Regions from separate parts of the Mus musculus genome. Here region 1 is linked to region 2. The links are chromatin contacts, called in public Hi-C maps. All regions are on one chromosome and are shown on one strand. Each heading gives the region's core, a stretch centred on a gene start, on an enhancer-like site or on the middle of the called end of the contact. The rest is flanking DNA. Distances are from core to core; before and after follow the strand shown.

The links. A called contact is a pair of places that touch in the nucleus more often than the background predicts.
Region 1: a contact with region 2 is called in a Hi-C map of cerebral cortex, with 2.0 times the contacts expected there. The contact joins the enhancer-like site here to the promoter of Disp3 in region 2. A contact is called at or near these places in 2 of 39 promoter capture datasets (hippocampal neurons and macrophages), 12 of 484 Hi-C or Micro-C datasets (the N1E-115 cell line, cerebral cortex, cortical glia and 5 more), 8 of 115 datasets of contacts at active chromatin or transcription factors (astrocytes, embryonic hindbrain, embryonic midbrain and 2 more) and 3 of 9 other capture datasets (adipose tissue, liver and pancreatic islet).

Annotation. Positions count from the first base shown.
Region 1 is chr4:148,326,234-148,329,862 of GRCm38.p6, reverse strand. No RefSeq gene overlaps it. Among named protein-coding and RNA genes, the nearest start is that of Disp3, 40 kb to the right of the region's middle. Within about 2 kb of position 2,377, at least 55 of the 459 cell types and tissues checked have an H3K27ac peak or open chromatin away from gene starts, as enhancers often do. A contact at or near this core is called in cerebral cortex, cortical glia, cortical neurons and 1 more, where this site is marked.
Region 2 is chr4:148,286,195-148,289,842 of GRCm38.p6, reverse strand. Disp3 (dispatched RND transporter family member 3) reads left to right here and starts at 1,878. Exons shown (of 21, transcript NM_001083342.1): 1 at 1,878-2,120.

The sequences.
Region 1 (3,629 bases), core at 1,128-3,627, 40 kb before region 2:
CCCTAAGGGCTTCTTGTGGATTAAGGGATAAATCTCGGGGACAAGTGTTAAGACGAGGGATGAGCACAAGGAAAGAATTGCAGTCAGCTCCCGAGATCCTTTCTCTGCCATTACACCGGGGCCTCCACTTCTCCACTTCCTTCTCCCTTCCTGGCTGCCGACACGGGCTCCATCGTGCCCACTTCTGTGAGCTGCTTTTCCCCGTGACAGATGTATTGTGAATGACAGTCCGAGAAGCCCCACCCACCCAGCTAGTCCGTGGGGTCCCATGTGCCAGGCATGATTTCTCATTCATTGACTAAGAACATTCCGGATGACAGCTGACTGAGTCTAGCAGACACATGTCCATAAGCTCAACCCTATGAAACACAAGTGCCTTTCTAGCTCAGAAAACAAACAAACAAACAAACAAACAAACAAACAAACAAACAGACTTATGAAGATGGACAGACACTTCTTTTATCATCGCGAGTGGCATGTGGATGGGCTCCTTGTCATCAAGCCATGGCCTCTTGGGATCTGTAGCCAGCATGGGTCAGGAGGAAGGAATGGGGATGGCCGGTGCTGTCAGGTGGCGTCTGGGAAGGGATGGGTGGCTTCAGCCCACAGTGTGACCATATGTTACAACATTAGGATTTGCTGCCGGGGAAGTGGTTTGTTCTTCCCTTCACCTGGCTGTCCTGGAACTCACTCTGTAGACCAGGCTGGCCTTGAACTCAGAGTCTGCCTGCCTCTGCCTCCCCAGTGCTGAGATAGATATAGGTTGGCATGGATGAGCTGTCTGGACCGAGGAGGCAGAACACAGGCAGGGGAAGCGTGACGCTTGAGAGAGGGAACCAGGATAGGGATAAAGGCCAGAAGGTCATAGAGACAATACCTTCCTCAGTGTTTGACCAGGGCCGAAGAAGAGCATAGTCTCCGTGGCAGGCTCACCGATCTCAACTCCCTTCTAGAAAAGGAAATCTTGTTTAAAGCAGCCCATGTGGAAGCAGCATCCACACATCAACAGGCTTGCGGCTCCCCTCTGCTGGCTTCTACTATTCTGGACTAAAACCAAAACCAAAACCAAAACCAAAACCAAAACCAAAACCAAAACCAAAACCAAAACCAAAACCAAAACCAAAACCAAAACCAACCAAAAAAACCAAAACCAAAACCAACCAAACAAAAAAACCAAAACCAAAACATCTCTTGATGCTGCTTCTCAAAGAGTGGTGCAGCTCCTGCCTGCCTCTTTCTCTCCATTCTATAGAGCAGGTTGTTTGTTTGTTTTTCCCACTTTGTGAGATTCTCCCTCCTGCAACCCATAGCACCTTGGTAAACTTCTATTTGTTAGAGGAAAAGTAGATGACTGATGGGGGAGGGGCATCTTAGAACTTGCAACTGATTGGTTGCAGCCAGACTGAGAAAGGATGTGAGTGTAATATGATCTTTGGAGGAGAGAGGGCTATGATTGATTAGTAATGTCTGCTGTGGACAACAGAAGTAATGGTGCGTGTGCCATCTATGTGCCATAGCAGGCTGGAAGCTCCTGGAAATAAGTTAGGACTTCTTTAGATTTCTTTCAGGGCCCTGGCAGCTGGTACAGGCCAGCTGTCTCCTCCTGCTTGATGTTGGCTGACTGTCCAATTGGGATGGCTCCACTTTGAGGCCCAGGCTCCTGAAGAGACAGGAGAGAACATCTAAGCCATTAGTTTCCATTTTTTTTTTTTCAGAAAAATCCTCAGTGTTCTTTCTTCAAAGGACATCTTACTTGAAGCACGGTGTATTTGCAGATGAAAGCAAAGCAGAGTTGCTCTGGTCCGAGTGGGGGTTGGGGCTCAGAACCTCAAAAACTTGCATGTCGTCTACCCAAGGTTTCTCTGAGACACTGCCAGGGAGCACTGTAGCTCCCTAGAACCCCACCTGGGAACCGTAGGAGAAGAACCCAAGGTCCAGAAGTGGGAAATGACTTTGCCAGGATCATACAGTAACTAGAGATGAAGACAGCATCAACCATAGGCTTCTGGTACAGGCCCAGAGTTCCCATGAGGTGGACAGTCTTAGCCCAGACCTGAACTTTGAGGCCAAGAAGAGGCATCTCCCCTCACCCCCACTTCTTGAGGTCAGGTGTGAGCGGCCATGTCACTCAGGCCCTGGGCGAGGGGGCATCTGCCTGTCTTGACTGGTTATTTTGTTTTTGGAGCCTCCCTCTTCCCCTGGAGTGTGTTTTTATTAATTAAACATCCTCTCTGGTAGCAGCTGCTTAGAAAGCTCCGGCTAATGTTTAATTCATCAGTTCCGAGCTGGTCCTCCCCCAACTCCCCCTAAGACCTCCCTCCTTCAAAGTGCTTTCCCGGGAAACCCTCCTGGCATGCAGGAGGTCTGCTGCCCTGCTTCCCGCACAGCCTTGCTGCACGCCGGTGCCCCTCCCAGCGGCTGTGGAGATCCGCTAGGCAGCTGGAGACATCTGTAAGGAGCGAGCGAGCAGAGCGGCTGGGTGCACGCCTTGAGTTGCCTCCCTCAGACGCTGTAAAAGGCGGTGATTTGTTGAATTACTACAAGAGTATTTAATGACCATCTTCCCTGGCCGCTTAGAGGCGAAAAATGAAGGCATTGATTAGCCAATGATGCTGATTAGAGTCTCAGGCTTCCCGAGGTAGTAAACACACACACACACACACACACACACACACACACACACACACACACACACACACAGAGTTCGACTCCACAGGATTCTGCAAGGGGATCCGAGGGGGAACCCTGCCCTCTTCATGGCTGTAGTCAGAAGAGAAGGCCAGTCATTAAAGGGCTTATGGGACCCTGGAGAGACGGCTTCTCTTACACGGCTGCTTGCGGACACGAACTCTCTTAGTCCATGAAATCTCCAAGGATGGTCTTGTCTGAACATGCATACCTTTACTGGAACCTGATCCTACTCCAACTTCCTGATCTCTTTGGGGACCTAAGTTGAGTTTTGAGGTTGGTTCAGGCTGGGAGACCCCCTTCCATTTCCCTGGCCAGCTCTGCTGTGCACGGGAACAGGAAGCCTGTGCCCCAGCGCAGCCTTCTTTACAGTGATCCTACCCACTGTCTGATCCACTGATGTGTACCACAGCAATTTCAAGTGTGTACACTGTGACATAAACCGGAAGCAAATCCTGTGTACTGTGGGAAACTCAGGGTTATGTCATGAGGAAACATTGCTGGGGCCTCCTGAATTGGCTGAGCTGTCTCCGTGGCTCAGTCACATGACTCAGCTGTCACTGTCTTTATTTCCGCTTCCTGTTGTGGTGATAAAATACCCTGAGAAAAGCAACTTAAGGAAGACAGCACTTATATTAGATCGCAGTTCAAGGCAGCGGGGGCTTGCACCAGCTGGTCACAGTTACATCTGAAGGAAGCAATGCACACTACTGCCAATTAGCACACACTCCAGGATCCCTGTCAAGGAATGGTGCCGCCCATAGTGGTCAGTTTTCCTATATGAGTTAACGTGACAATCCTCCCCACAGGCATGCCCAAAGTTGATAAATTGACCTTTCACAGTAGCTTAGCCCCACCCACTGACCTGGTGACTGAGATCTCAGTGGTGACTTGGACCACTCAAAGTGTCATCACAGTGATGCCATATCCTTTAGGAAAGG
Region 2 (3,648 bases), core at 629-3,128:
CTGCTCCCTTAGAAACAAATATTACCCTGGTTCTCCTTCCTCCCACCCTCCCCCGTGGCTCCTCTTTCTCTGCCTTCCCCTGGGATATGTTGGGTGGAGCTGGACATTTGCAAGGCACTTCGGGGCTGTTTTATCTAGAGTACCACTTTGGGCTTCTGCTCCTGTGGCAGTAATATACACACCCGCCATTCTAGGTCTTAGTATCTATCTATCTATCTATCTATCTATCTATCTATCTATCTATCTATCTATCTATCTATCTATTCATACTCTCTCTCTCTCTCTCTCTCTCTCTCTCTCTCTCTCTCTCTCTCTCTCTCTCTCTCTCCCCTTTCTTGGATCCTTCCTGCCAGGAGCATTTCATAACCCTAATGTCTTCAGGATGGCATGAATTCACTGCAGATCTTCTGACAGGCTTGATGGCTGGCCAGTGGGTCCCCTGAAAAACCATTTCTGAGTATGTGGTGCAGGGACGAGAACACCTGGGTAGAAACATTGGCTCTGGTCATTTGCATCTGCACAGATGAGTTCCGGGGCATCCAGGGTCATAAGTAGCTAAATGTCCACCTGACCGCCAGCCAGTGAATGCAGTCCCCAGGGACTGTGTTTGAGAAAGCTGGACGGGTGGTACAGGATTTTCCTGTAGAACCCCAAAGTGAGAGGGGTTCAGAGAACTCCCAAACTGCCCTCTTAATTAAAACTATGTATGTATGTATGTATGTATGTACGTATGTATGTATGTATGGCATGTGTGTTTGGAGGGGATGTGCATGTGTACCACAGGGCACGAGTGGAAGTCAGAAGACAGCTCGCAGAAGTGAGTTTGCCCTGGAGACTGAACTCCGGTTGTCAGGCTTGGCAGCAAACACCTGCTAAGCCATTTCCCAGGCCCCTAGGTTTCCTCTTTCAAAAATATAGATGGGGGCATGGGCTACACAGCAAAGAGCTAGGGGCTTTCGGTATTTTTATTTCATAATGATCCTGCATTCTCTTGTATAGAATGGGGACTTCTTGAAGGCCAAGATTGTGGCTTACATGCTTATCTTCCTGGTCCGTGTCATAATCATCTGGGTGGCCTCTCAGCCGGCAGTGATGTCCCTCCTGCAGCGGGAGGCTGGCGCCAGGTCCTTTTGAGGGTTCCCTTGGCTCTCCTTGGGTGACATCAAGGCCAATGTCTTTGGAGCACTGAAAGAGAAATGAAACCAGGGATAGCCTTGGTTTCTAGGCTCTTTCTTCTTTGGGTATCTTTTCAGCAGGGGGTGTCAGGCGGACCTTCTGCTGTTACTGGACGAGTGCCTGGTCCCAGGGGCTGGCAGAGCTCTGGGCTCTGCTGCCAGAGAGGTGAATAGAGGAGGGAGGAAGAGATGGTGCCAGGCGCCTGGGCTTGGCAACCACCTCCGGAGGGCACCCGGGGATGCCCTCGAGTGTCCAGCAGGCTGGTGAGGTGCCAAGGCTGGGCAGATGGGGCTGAGAGAAGCCAGCAGGAGCGCACGCCTGGGAAAGGCCTGGGTGCCCAGAAACCTCGGGGGCCAGTAGGGGGCATGGCCAGGTCCGTTTGCAGAGACTAAGACTGACCCCCAGGGGTCGCTGCGCTGTGCTCAGTCCCTGCTCGCCAACACGGGAAGCTGGCTGTACCACCACGCGGCTCCCGCAGGGGGAGCGGCAGCCAGGGCGGCGCCTGGCGGCGGAATCGGGAGACAGCAGCGCGCGGCGGAGAGCAAGCCTAAGCCGGACGGTGACGCAGAGCCCGCAGGCGCTGATGCTGGAGGCGCCAGTGGACGGGGGGAGGCGCGACTCTAAAGGCTGCCCGGGACACCCCCGCACCCCGTGGTAGGAACCGGGACCCAAACAAAGGCGGGCAGCAGATAAAAGGCGGCGGCGGCGGCGGCGGCGGCGGCGGCGGCGAGTGCTTCGCGTGCGCGCTGGGGACGTAGTTGTCACGGACCTGGCGGCGGTCTGCTCGCCAGCGAGCGGAGCTTGGGGGCCGCTGGCCTCCTACAGCTCTGAGGACCTTTCCTCCTGAAATTACCCTCAAGGGACAAGTGTTCGCCGCGGGGTGGCCGAAGCCCCTTAACCCCTGCGGCACCCGTGTATCAGCCTAGCTCGGCTCAGCCAGCGAGGTGAGTGAGACTGCCCCTGGGCGCCATCGGGACTGGGGATGCGCTACTCTGGAGAGGGGAAGGGTCTAACGTGCCACATGCGCCCGGTCTGGGGGCGGGGAGAGGGGGGAGTGCGGGAAGTTCTCTCGCTCTCAGGCCACCCCCGGCCTCAACGCCCTGAGAAAGCCGGCTAATGGGACAGAGTTCAGATCTCAGAGCTTGTCCCTGCGCCCCCGAAGCTTGCACCAACACGCTGGGGACGGGCTGCAGCTTCGGTCTGCGGGAGCGTGTTTAATGTCCAGAATCATCCTGGCTCCCTATCTCCATACCCCTGCTCGTCTCGGTAGGTGTCTGTCTGGGTTCATAAAAGTTGAGCGTCAGCCTGAAGCCATCCCAAATCCGGCTGTCCGCCGGGACTTCAGAGGAGGGAGGGAACAGGAAAAGGTAACGATGGCCCCTGTAGCTGCCCCCTACTTGAGCGCACTCACGCGCTTGGTGGGACCTTCTTTGAGTCTTGGGCTGCGGTGAACCCGCTGCAGGTGCCGCTGCGTGCCAGCCAGGACCTCTGAAGCTCAGGCAGGCGATGGAAGTGGAGCGCTAGAGGGTCCCTGGGTCGACCCAGAACATCCATAAGGACTGTGATGGGGTGGCATCTGAGTAGCCGTGGAGCACAGTCAGGAAAAGATGACCAGCACGAGTGGCGGCGAGTCCCGAGAGCTAGCCCTGCCGCTGGGAGGACTTTTCCCAACTCTCCTAGGAGACGCCTCCCCGGAGGCTTCCTCTGTTGGATCTCTGTCTGGTACAGGGATGCTTCCTGAGTCTGGGTGCGGGTGCTAGTCTGGTTGCACTCTCGGTCAGTACCTCGGACAGCGCACTGAACCCACCAGCCCCAAGCTCCACACACAAATGAAGTACACACACACACTATGTATAGAGCACTCGTGAACACTCCACGCACAAATCCACACTCCTTTCTGATAAATATATTCCCATCGTGGCTCGTAGGCGCACACAATGCACACAGAGACCCAGGATTCACTCCCACGTGGACAAGCCTAATCTTCCCACAAGCCCCAGTTTGTGGGCCAGGACTCATCCCTCTTCACGCTCTCGCTGGAGGATGCTAAAATAAACCGGACACCAGAGACCACTGCCTAGGACCCTCGCTGATACCTCATGACATGCAGGAGCTCAGGCTGTGTGGGTCACAGACACTGGCGTGCACACACACAAACACACAGGCTCAATCAGCCCCCTCCTCTTCTACTGCAGACCTCCCCGAATCAGAGTATCTGCCAAAAGGAGAGAAGCAGCTGTTAGGCTCAAGGGAAGCTCCGGGCAGCAGCCCAGCCAGGCAGGCAGGCAGGCAGGCAGGCGCCTTACAGTCTTGGTTTGAAGCTCAGTGTCCATTTCAGACTCTTCGCCCCCATGACCACTCAGACCTCTTCCTGGCATATCTTCTGCCTCCAGGGTCTGCAATCTTTGCTAGTGCTCTTTGCTGGCTGTTCTCCTTCCCAGGGTTATCTTTCAAATGCACACCCTTTGCTCT